Regions from separate parts of the Sus scrofa genome. Here region 1 is linked to region 2. Evidence: chromatin contacts called from public HiChIP or PLAC-seq data. All regions are on one chromosome and are shown on one strand. Each heading gives the region's core, a stretch centred on a gene start, on an enhancer-like site or on the middle of the called end of the contact. The rest is flanking DNA. Distances are from core to core; before and after follow the strand shown. Region 1 overlaps GNAS (GNAS complex locus). Region 2 overlaps STX16 (syntaxin 16).

The links. HiChIP or PLAC-seq counts read pairs in DNA pulled down with a chosen protein or histone mark.
Region 1: an H3K27ac HiChIP or PLAC-seq map of skeletal muscle shows a contact between it and region 2. The contact joins two enhancer-like sites. A contact is called at or near these places in 2 of 2 datasets of contacts at active chromatin or transcription factors (alveolar macrophages and skeletal muscle).

What each region holds. Positions count from the first base shown.
Region 1 is chr17:59,047,881-59,053,346 of Sscrofa11.1, reverse strand. It overlaps GNAS (GNAS complex locus), which reads right to left. Exons shown (of 13, transcript NM_001130215.2): 6 at 5,312-5,409; 7 at 2,351-2,405; 8 at 2,142-2,215; 9 at 1,965-2,023; 10 at 1,733-1,853; 11 at 1,450-1,580; 12 at 1,145-1,212; 13 at 325-864. All of the region lies in intron 2 of LOC110257458 (a long non-coding RNA gene), which reads left to right. Among named protein-coding and RNA genes, the nearest start is that of GNAS, 65 kb to the right of the region's middle. Within about 2 kb of position 3,511, at least 54 of the 83 cell types and tissues checked have an H3K27ac peak or open chromatin away from gene starts, as enhancers often do. A contact at or near this core is called in skeletal muscle, where this site is marked.
Region 2 is chr17:58,841,352-58,846,598 of Sscrofa11.1, reverse strand. The region is part of intron 1 of STX16 (syntaxin 16); the gene reads right to left. Among named protein-coding and RNA genes, the nearest start is that of STX16, 3.6 kb to the right of the region's middle. Within about 2 kb of position 1,333, at least 8 of the 83 cell types and tissues checked have an H3K27ac peak or open chromatin away from gene starts, as enhancers often do. A contact at or near this core is called in skeletal muscle, where this site is marked.

The DNA.
Region 1 (5,466 bases), core at 2,262-4,761, 200 kb before region 2:
ATGGAACACTATGTAAGGGTATAAGGTGGTAGACTCTTTGGGTAGGGCAGCAATGATCAGACTATAGAATTCTTTGATGGGGCTTGATGGTTTTCTATGGAGCATGGGTTCAGCAGGGGTTATGGTGGACATTTTTCATTGTCTGCAGAAACCCAAGATTAGGTCAACAAAAACAAAATGGCAAGACTTTACACCCACTTTTAACCTTGGGGCCTTGTCACCTCAACATGGGGGCCTCCCAACTCTTGATGCAGTCAAGCTCTGAACAATGGGTTATTTATTATTATTTGCTCGAGACCGCAAATAATTCACGGGAGTCACGTCCTTTGCTCACTTTTAATTTTTATTTTGAATTTTTTTTAATGCTGCACAACACAATATTTATTTCATTTGTTTCATTTGTTTCATTTATTTCATTTATTTCTTTTATTTTATTTCTTTATTTCTGTTTGCTGCTATTATTTTAGTTACTTAAAGAGAGAGGGAACGTTTGTGGCCTTTTTTTAAATTCTTTTTCTGTAGGCCGCCTTAAGCTTTCTAAATTTGGAATATTTAAGCAAGCGGAAGGGTAAAGGGGGTTTCGCAAAATCACTTGAGGGACAGGAAAGGTTGCTTTGTTAATCAGGCCCTATGGTGGGTGATCAACCGCGTGTACAATTACATTTCACGTTTAATTAATTGTGCTTAAGGCCTTAATTAAATTTAGAGGTTCCCTTCTTAGAGCAGCTCGTACTGACGGAGGTGCATGCGCTGGATGATGTCTCGGCAGTCGTTGAACACACGGCGGATGTTCTCAGTGTCCACAGCGCAGGTGAAGTGAGGGTAGCAGTAGTGGCGCCCGTCTCCACTAGCAGTGCTGATTCTCTGTGGGCACGGGAGGAAACGCGGTCAGTGCCGCCTCTCCAGAAGCCACGCCCTCCCTTGGGGGGTGGGGTCGTCTAAGAAGGAGCCCTCACCCTTTTTTGACATTATGTGAAAACACACCCGAGTCAAAGGGCGCAAGGGCTAAGAGACACACTGGCTACTGGTGAAACGCCAGTGAGGAACTGGATGGTTTGATCCCCGAATTTAGAGTTAAGTAAATCTACACCCCCTAGGAATAAGAGAACCAGCCAAGAGAGGATGAAAGGCAGGCTCTACGCACCAGAAATTCATCTCGAATGAAGTACTTGGCCCGGGTCACGCGTGGGTCCTCTCCGGGCTCGGGAGTTGCTGCGAAGAATATAAATATTTAGTTACTCAAGGAATTAAAATAAGGGTTTGTTTTTTTGTTTTTTGCGCCCCCACAGATCCCTAAGAGTGTGGTGGTAGTGGGGGGGGGGGGTTTCCATTCCGGAAGGCTGTTTGTTCCTTCAGGTGCTCTTTAAAATCCAGAATAGAAACTCTTTAACGTGTGCACGACCCACAGGACCAGCGGGGAACCGACCCACTGCAGGAGGCCACACGTACCATCCTCAGGAGTAGTGTAGCGAGCAAATTCTGGAAAGTAGTCCTCAATCTTCGATTTTCCAGCGAGGACTTTCTCAGCCAGCAGATCTTGCTTGTTGAGGAACAGAATCACAGAGATGGTGCGCAGCCATCTAACACGGAGGAGAGCGGGGTCAGCGCCCGGGAAGGGGGGCGCCCTCTCTGCAGGGGGCTGGGGTGCCTGCACAGGACTCCTTCCCCTGCACCATGCAGATCCAGGGCCTCGAGCTCCGTGGGGAGGACGCCGGGGGGTCACCGCACAAACCTGTTGTTCCAGATGCTCTTGAAGAGGTTCAGGGCCTCCTGCAGGCGGTTGGTCTGGTTGTCCTCCCGAATGACCATGTTGTAGCTGCTGCTGGCGACCACGAAAATGATGGCGGTCACATCTTCGGCACAAGAGAGAAAGAGGATGCAGTGTTAGGAGTGACCATGAGCCTGAACCATCGGGGGCGGGGGGAAATAGCCTTAAAGAGTGGAGAAGCCCAGGGCTTCCATACCATTGAAGCATTGGATCCATTTGCGGCGCTCGTCACGCTGGCCACCGACGTCAAACATGCTGCAGGAGAGAGAGGACGCCTGGTCACCACAAGGGCTACCATGGTCCACCATGCTCACTGCGGGGGGACCTCGAGAAACCTATTTTTCTTTCTAAAAAAAAGGAACCGTTTACTTACTGGAAGTTGACTTTGTCCACCTGGAACTTGGTCTCAAAGATTCCAGAAGTCAGGACGCGGCAGCGGAGCAGGTCCTAAAACAAAGTCTCAGATTAAGCGGTCTCACCAAAACCAACCCAAGTGTTAATCATTGCCAACCTGGAGCAAAAATGCTGACTGGCTTGGAAAGAAGACTCTGCATCCTCTGCCCTGTGAGAAGGGGTGCATACCTGGTCGCTGGGCACGTAGTCAGCCTGCTTGATGACGTCAATCTTGTCCAGGAAGCTGGGAGCAGAAGAAAGACACACGGGGGTGACCACACGTTCAGGCCAATTTGCCCACTATTCCTGCCCAGCCACAAGGTCCAGCTAAGCGAAAACGACCATCCCATGAAGTTCATTAGGGTCAAGCGGATGCCTTACAAAGGTTCGCGCAAATAGGATTTAAGATAAATCAGGACCCCTGGCCTACAGGTACAGCACAGGCCAGTTGGGGGGGGGGGATCTGATCTGGTTTTAATTTGAAAAGACTCGCTCTGTGCAAATCCATCCGCCCAGGGCCCCAAATCAGGCCTGACTGTGTGCCATTGGGTAATGCCTGAGTAAAACAGTACACCCTCAGATTGTTTGGCTTTGACTAAAACGGCAAGTCGTTTGAAAACTGTACACTTCCATGTCAGGGAGTTTTTGAAAAAATGAAGAAAAAAAAAAGGGCACGCTTAAAAGAAGCAAGGATTTTTTTCGCCCAAAGGACGAATGAAGATGAGATTGCTGGATTAACTCAGAAAGGGTATCTCTCCTTTTAGGAAGTGGCCCTCTCGGCCCGCACCGCACCGAACAGGAAACAGACACCAGTTCCCTTCCGTCCTGCTTGGTCCGTGAAGCAGACCAGCCCAGAGAGGAAGCTTTCAAAGCACCTCACCGCCATCCAGGTTTGGGGCCCCAGGCAGGCAGGGGGCGCGCACCGTGGCGGCGCGGGGTCTGGGGGTCTCAGGGGTGAGAAGGCTGTCTAGGGGTGAGAATGCTTCCTCCCTCCCAGAGTCGGGAGGCTCTTTGCTTGGGTTGCCCGACTGGACACACTGTTAGGAAAAATAACTTTTAAAAGACTGGACTGAGGTAATTACCATGGAAAGTTAATGTGGAAACCAGCTTTTGGGGGGGGGGGAAGGGGGGATGGGAGGTGTTGGAAAGTGAGCTAATCAGAGAAGAAAATCAAAGCGAGAAAAATTTAAAGAAATTCTATAAGGTGGTGCCCCCCCCCCTTTCCTTTTCACCAGTTTAAAGTGAGTCTGGCTTCGAGGATACACTAACTTGCCCAATCAGGCTTACATTACAGCACCAGGCCAGAAATAGCTCCCCAGCCGCCCTGGCCTCCAGCACGTTGCCATGGCAACCGAACCACAGGTCTATAAATAGCTCATCAGCACCAAATCTTGTGAGAGAGACATCTGGAGGGGGGCCAGCCAAAGCCCAGCTCAACAAATAAAAACAGGCACCTTAAGGAACGGGCACGTCCCCAGGACCTCGGCCGTAACCTAAAGGCAGTTACGCCAGAAACAGGCGGGCTACGAAGAAGGCAGGGCTGCTGGAGGCGGCTGGCCGGGGAAGGAGACATTTTAAAAGGGTCAAGCTCTGTTCTCTTTTTCTCGGAGTTTCCTTAAAACTTTCCATAAACTGTGCACATGCTGCCATTTGCAGATAAAGTTGCAGGCATGCGTGGATAGGGCTTTCGAAAAACTTTTAAAAAAAACTTTTGAAATGGTGTGCGATTTAAAAAAAAAAGAAAAAAAAAAAAAAGAAAGCTGGCTAAACTGAATTAATGAAGTTGTTACACCCCGCCCCGCCCCCCCAGGGCTCTTAAGAATGGGGTGGTCAAAGCTGCCTAATCCTGTACCTGTGCTTCTGACTTGGATCCAGAAAACAAAAGGCAAACAATTCCAGGATTTCCATGTGTTTTGTGTTACTATAATTAGCACTTCCAGCTTTAAGCTCAAACTTTTGAGAAAATCAGGGACTTTGTTGAAGAAGGGGTGGGGGTGGGGGTCACGGCGACCGGCCCAGATGGACTGTTTCTCTGTTCCTTGAAAAAATATACAAGTTTGCTTGCGTGTTAAGTCACAAAATAGCTGTAGGGGTGACAAGTGAAAAGCATCGAGTGCCCTTGCTGTGGGAAAGCAGGGCCGGTGAAGGGACGTGGACAGCTTTCGCAGACCCCAAGAGGAGCTCGGGTGCTGTGCAGATGACGGGGTTCTGGGGAGCTGGCTTTGTGTGGCCCCAAGTTCCTCAGGCGCGGGGCTCCTGGGTAATGCACGATTTTAGCTTTTGGCGAGCCAGCCTCGTCCCTGGGTCCTGATTACTGAACATTTTCCAAAGCAAATTGTTGGCGTTTCAGTTACTTACACGAGGGGCTGACACAGGATTATCGTATTGTCAGAAAAGACAGTCCAACTTGAGAGCACGTTGCCTGAGACCGCTTGGTACATGTGTGCGACACGAGCAAACAGAGGGTCTCTTTGAGATATTTTTCACGGCTCTGAAGGCCATGTGTCTACCGCACGATGCACAGGGTAAGACAGGTGGTCAAGCTGTCTTAAAGGCAGCCTCCCGGCTGGGCGTCATCAGGCCCACTGCAAGAGAGCCTTGAAGGGACAGGAGGACAGGGCAAGGACCCCTTGGCAGGGGAGGCCCCTTGAATGAGGAACAAGGACAAGAAATGGCATCCAACATGGTGCCCACGCGAGATGAACCCTGGCAGCTGCTGTGGTCCCTTACGGGCGGTGGGGAGGTTGGGGCGGGGGCAGCACATGTCTGTCCTCACCATTCCTCTTTGGCACGTTTTTCAGTTGCGGTAAATACAATACAAAATTGCCACATTATCCGAAGTGTGAGAGCTGTCCCACCTCTCTAAATGCTTGCAGGTCAACTCAATTAATTACTTTGAGCTAATTAACGACGACCATGGCTTTATGGCAGGTGATTATCACTTTGCTCTGCCAGGCATTAAGTGTTTATATAAAATAACGTAGCTGCACTAAAACGTGCCATGAAGGCCCCTAGAAGATAAATGCATCAGACTAGAACCTTCTCAAGGCAGGTGAGACTACCTGGCTGGCTGCTAAGAAAGTACCTTGGGGCGGTGGGAGTGGAGGTGTGGGGTGTGCCCCGCGGGGCTCGGGCGGGGAGGGCACTTACTACTGGGCGCAGTCGATGAGCTGGTACTCGTTGGAGCGCTCGTAGCAGGCGCGCACGCCCTCGTCCTCCCACAGAGCCTTGGCATGCTCGTAGAACTCCTGCAGGGAGGGCCAGGGAGAGGGGTTGGAGGGGGCTGCAGGGCGCCCGGGAGACCC
Region 2 (5,247 bases), core at 84-2,583:
CCAAGTAGCATGTGGAATTTATAGTCTAAAGAACTTTCTACATAAAACTGAAAAATAAGTGGAAAGCCATCTGTGTTTACTCAGGAAGTCTGGAAAAGTTGAGCAAAATGAGTTGGAAATACAGGTCTATGCTATAGTGATATTTACTTTATTTCCGTTACTGCCAAAATAAAAGTTTGCCTCACTTTTATCCAACAAAGTACCCTTATTCTCAAGTAAGCCTCTCTGCTCAAATGGAATCTTTAGAGGCAGAAAAGCAAATAGATCTAAAGAGAAATATACAATGATTTCATACTTGGATTCTACAGAAAGAGAACTAATTTTCCAACAGACTCAACGGGGACGAAAACGTAGAACATTCAATATGCAAGTTAAAGATGACTATGTATGGTTATAAAGTAAGATAAAGATGCAATCCTATTGTAAGGAGGAAAAAAAAAAAAAAAAAAGAAGAGTGCTTCCATTCTCCAGGACCAGAGGCCCAAGTCCGGGCAAAGCAGCCAGCCCCACCGTGGCCCAGCAGGAGACAGAGCTCTGGATCGAGCTTGGCCTGAGATCCCATCCCAGCTCCCTGCAAGGTAGGCAAACCCTGGGTAAGTTTCCTGACTCCTCAAAACCTCAGTTTCCGGATCTGTATCATGAAAAAAGCGACAGCACCCATTTGCTAGAGCTCACTGAGGATGAAACGAGGCTGCACGTGGAAAGGGCTAAGCCCAGTGCAGGCATGTGGCAAGCGCTCAATAAATCTTAGCTAATGTTACAGTCAAGACCGAAGAAGGACCTTGGGTTTCTTATGACCATAGTTAATCCTCAGCTGCCCCCCCCAAAAGCACACTGGGTATTATTAAAAATAATGTGCTACTTTCAAACGAATCTAAGACCAATTAACTCTAGCTTCCCTTTATAGATTGTGCATTATTTTACAGCAGAGAATAGATTAGGCTGTAAACACCACAAAGTAGCTCAGATCCCTCTATGAGATCTATTTCAGGAGATCAAAGGCAATCACACACGTCGCACTGCACCTCATCAGATGAGAACAGCACCTCAACGTCTACGTTCATTCGTTCGGGTAAGACTTTCCACGTTTTTTTTGATGATTATTTAACGTCGTAAATTCGCTTTGCCTTCTTAAAGCTAAGCTGCCTGTGGCCGCTTGAAGGAGGGGCTGCCTTAAACCTGCACTTGGCACACAGAAGGCCAAAGTTTCCTCATGGCATTGGAGCTACTTCGGAGGGCTCTTGCGGGAACGTGGGGCTGGCAGGCAGCACGAGGTTGTTGACAGTGTTTTTCTCCCTTTCAAATTAAAGCTAAGGCTGCCAGCCTTGGTCTGGAGAAACACTGTATCATATGAGAACTCCAGAGAGCACTGCTGAATCCACAGGGCCACTAGAAATCACCTAGCTCAAACCCTCAATTTACAAATTAGGTAAAGGATGTCAGAAGCGATTAAAAGCCTAAAGACCTATGTTCTGAGTCGGCCACAGAGGGAGACTTAGCCCTAAATCCCCAGATTTCGGGGAGTCCAGGCTCTTCCTTTTCTTTCATGCTGCCCTGAGACAGCAGTGTGATCGGGCACCCAAAACTGAGGCCAAAACAGAAGGCATGAGAAATGCCAACAGCTGCATGTTGCTGACGGTCTAAAGATCAACCCCCCTTTCTGCTTTTAACAATTAGTTTTATTAATGGCAATACAACCAAGAACACAATTAAGTGGGTTTCTGTTCAGTTCTGCGTGCTGGACTTTAAAAAAACACACAGGGAAACTTAGACATCATTCATAGGCAAGAAACTTAACCTCGATGCCTGAGCCGGGGCTGCTAAGCTAGAGAAAGCTCGGGGAATGAGCAGGCTGCAGGGCTATCTATCACGCAGAAGAAGGCAGAGGCTTCCTGTGTCAGAGACCCTGGGGCCCAGACCCAGAGCAAGGACCACAGGATGCAAATGCAGACAAAGATGGGGTTAATAGAGGCAAAGTCTTTTCTGGTGGTTCAAGAGGTGGCGTGAGGGCTGCTGGAATTTCCTATCGGCCATTGCAGAGTGTGGTCAAGGCAGGCGGGCACAGGGTTATCACAGAGGGGATACTGGGTCAAATGACCTTTAGGTCCCCTCCTGGCCCTGGAGACTTTGTGTTTGTTTTGTCACTGCACATCCTCCTTAAATTCCTGCTTAGCTGTGTGACACGTTTGCCTGAGTGCTGCACAAACATGTTTTAGTGTATGTGTGTAGAGGTACACACAGCAACCCCACCACCACCACCCACCCACCACTAGTGCTTTCCCTCCAACTAGGATACAAAAAAAAAGGACTTTAAATGTTTTCAATGACATGACTTTTCGTGTGCTTGGTTTTGCAGAGTGTGATACACACACGCACGCACAGACACCACCTGACAGTTTCCACAGCTCTCACCTAAAATCAGGATGTGAAAATTCAGATTTAAAACTAAAAAAAAACCCAAAAAACCTATTACTTTAGAGGCAACTTCTTTCTAATTGTGAGATAACAAAGACACACTCCAAAATCAACTTCTATAGCTTCTTCTTCAAACTAGGAGCTAGACATTTCAGTTTATGATTTTTTAAATTAATTGACACTCTAGAATTTAGTTCCTTCCTCTTTTAATTACCTGGATTTTAGATAAATATATACAAATTGTCTTGGAATTGTTTTATTTGTGTTTTTAACATGACAGGTATTTACTTATTTTTTGCTTTTATTTACAGTTTTTCAAACATACAGAAAAGAAAAGTATGGACACTGTCCCTCCACAAATTCATCAGGAGACGTAACAGTGAGTAACACTTCGCCTACTTTGTTTCCTTTACTGGGGGGCTAAGTGTATAAAATAAGTGATATTCTGACATTTTAATACTAGACATTTCATTAGCTCTCTCTAATAAAACTAACAAATGTACTTAATTATAATTAGTTTAATTCACTAATAATTTCTTAATATCACCTAAAACCCAGTCCATATTCAAATCTGATAGCTCTAATTTTGTTTAATTTGCTACATGATTTTGAAATTTACAAGTCAGAAATGGGGTTTTTAAATTTATATGAGTTAGATATGTAATGAAAAACATTACATCAGTTATTCAATGAAGTTTTTAAAAATTTCTGATATGCTTCTCCCCCAAAATATTTATAACATTTTTCTAATTTCCAGAAAAGATGAAAATATCACACCCTCCATTTAGTCACGTTAGCATCTTGCTATATGATTGTGTGTGTGTGTGTGTGCGCGCGCGCGTGCCTGCGTGTGCGCTGAGAAATGATTTCTGTAGAATCAATTTTGAGCAAGCTGAGAATCTAATAGTTCACCCCTAAACACTTCAGAAATTTATGACATGCCGTGTGTTTTTAATGCACACAATTAAAAAATATAAATGTGTGATTTATTTTTAATTCTGACTTAGGCAAACCATTTTTGTTTAATTGTAAATCTATTTTTTAAATAGTCTGAACCAACTACAAAGATATTTTAAATGATCCAATTGCTTAAAAATGATCTGAAAAAGATTTTAAATAGTCAAACCAATATGTGTTAACATGTTACATGGTGTAATACACAGAAAATATTTTCTAGTGTTCTGCCTTAGACATGTTTTTTCAGTTTGAGTTAGAAATCTATTTTCAAAAATATGTAGGAGATAGCTAAATACATCTGTGCATTTTCTGACATATCTATTTTTCCAAATTGTGTATTTTAGCTACATATTTTAAATTGACTTAGTTTATATATTTTTTAAATTGCCTAACTTAGCAAACCATTTTAAAAACAGGTTTTGACTTAGAGATGCACTTTTAAAAAGCTGCCCGTCTTATTAGACACCAGATTTTTATACCATCTGACCCAATGATTAAAAAAGAAAAAAAGCCTCCTGCTATCCAACGGTTCAGTGTATTTTGAACCTTAAATGATTAAACATTTTAAGGCAAATATTATGTTTTAAAATCAGTTAAAACTGATATCTTAGAAATCTTAACAAGAGTTTTAATTCTGGCTTTTTTTTTCCCCCCATGAGGTAGCATAAAATCAAGCCATTTAAGGAACCATTTAATTTTTACATCCTATTTAACAAAACTAAAGTTCCCTTAAGGAATTTTTTTTTTTTTTTCCCATTCAATTCTACGCTCTCCGTCTTGGCTTATTTCAGAACATTCTTTTCAAAATCAGCGCTAGAATTAGCCCTTTTCCCTTTTGCACTTACTTCAATAAAATCCCATTTCTTTCAGTGTACAAATGTAAAAAACCTTCAAATTCCTGAGCAAATGAAAGCCTAAACACCCCATTTTCTATGCTTTTTGACCTAAATTGACTGTGATTTTATGCCTAAAATTGCTCACACAGTTTAAAACAGCTTTTCTCTATAAGCAAGATGGCCAAAGACATTCTGCACTTGTGATTTACAAAAGGGAAGAAACTGCCTTTGCAGGCGCTCTGCCACTGAGCAGGACAGATGGCATAATTCTTCTGAAGCATTTAGATCAAGTCATAAAGAAAAAAACGAAAAGGGGAAAACAGTCCCTAAGAGGTGAAACAAGGGTGAGGTCCCCCAAACTGAGTGTGTCCAGTATAACCCCCAAGAATACGGTCTCAGCCAGACTCCACTGGCTCTTTCTCCAATGCGCTTCTTTTCAGACTCAGCCTGGCTCCAGCAAGGAGCCCACGACAGACTATAGTTTCAGGTCTTCCTTCACCTTCCAATTCAAGACAGCACAGAGCCCACCAAGGCCCTCTCCCCGAGCCCACCCCCTCTCACCCCCTTATTCAACAGAGCAGGAAACTGAGGTTCAGAAAAGGGAAAGTAACCCTCAGCCAAAACAAACAAACCCCCACAACAGTCATCTTCCCAGGCCCTCCCCAGTAAAAGATTCTACTGCTGGGCTAAGGAAAGGTTCAGGTGAATTAAATAGAAAACCCTGTGCTATTGGGGCGGGGGGTTTAATTTTCACATACACGCCCTGGTTTTTTTGTTTGTCTTTTTGTTTTTAAAGTTCGCATGGAGGGGAACGCTTAATTTCCTGTCTGGGAATGGTAAACGAGGAAGCTAGCACCTTACAGCCTCACAAAAAGAGCCCCCAGGAAAAAAACAGGGAAGCAATTATTCACAGGGAACACGGCCACCCAGAGGGCTGCGAGGCCATTAAAAGAAAACAGGGGGGGAAAAAAAAAATAATAAAACACCAGCTCCTTCCTCGTTTGGGGGAGGGTATGGTTCATTTGCAAGGATTTAGGTC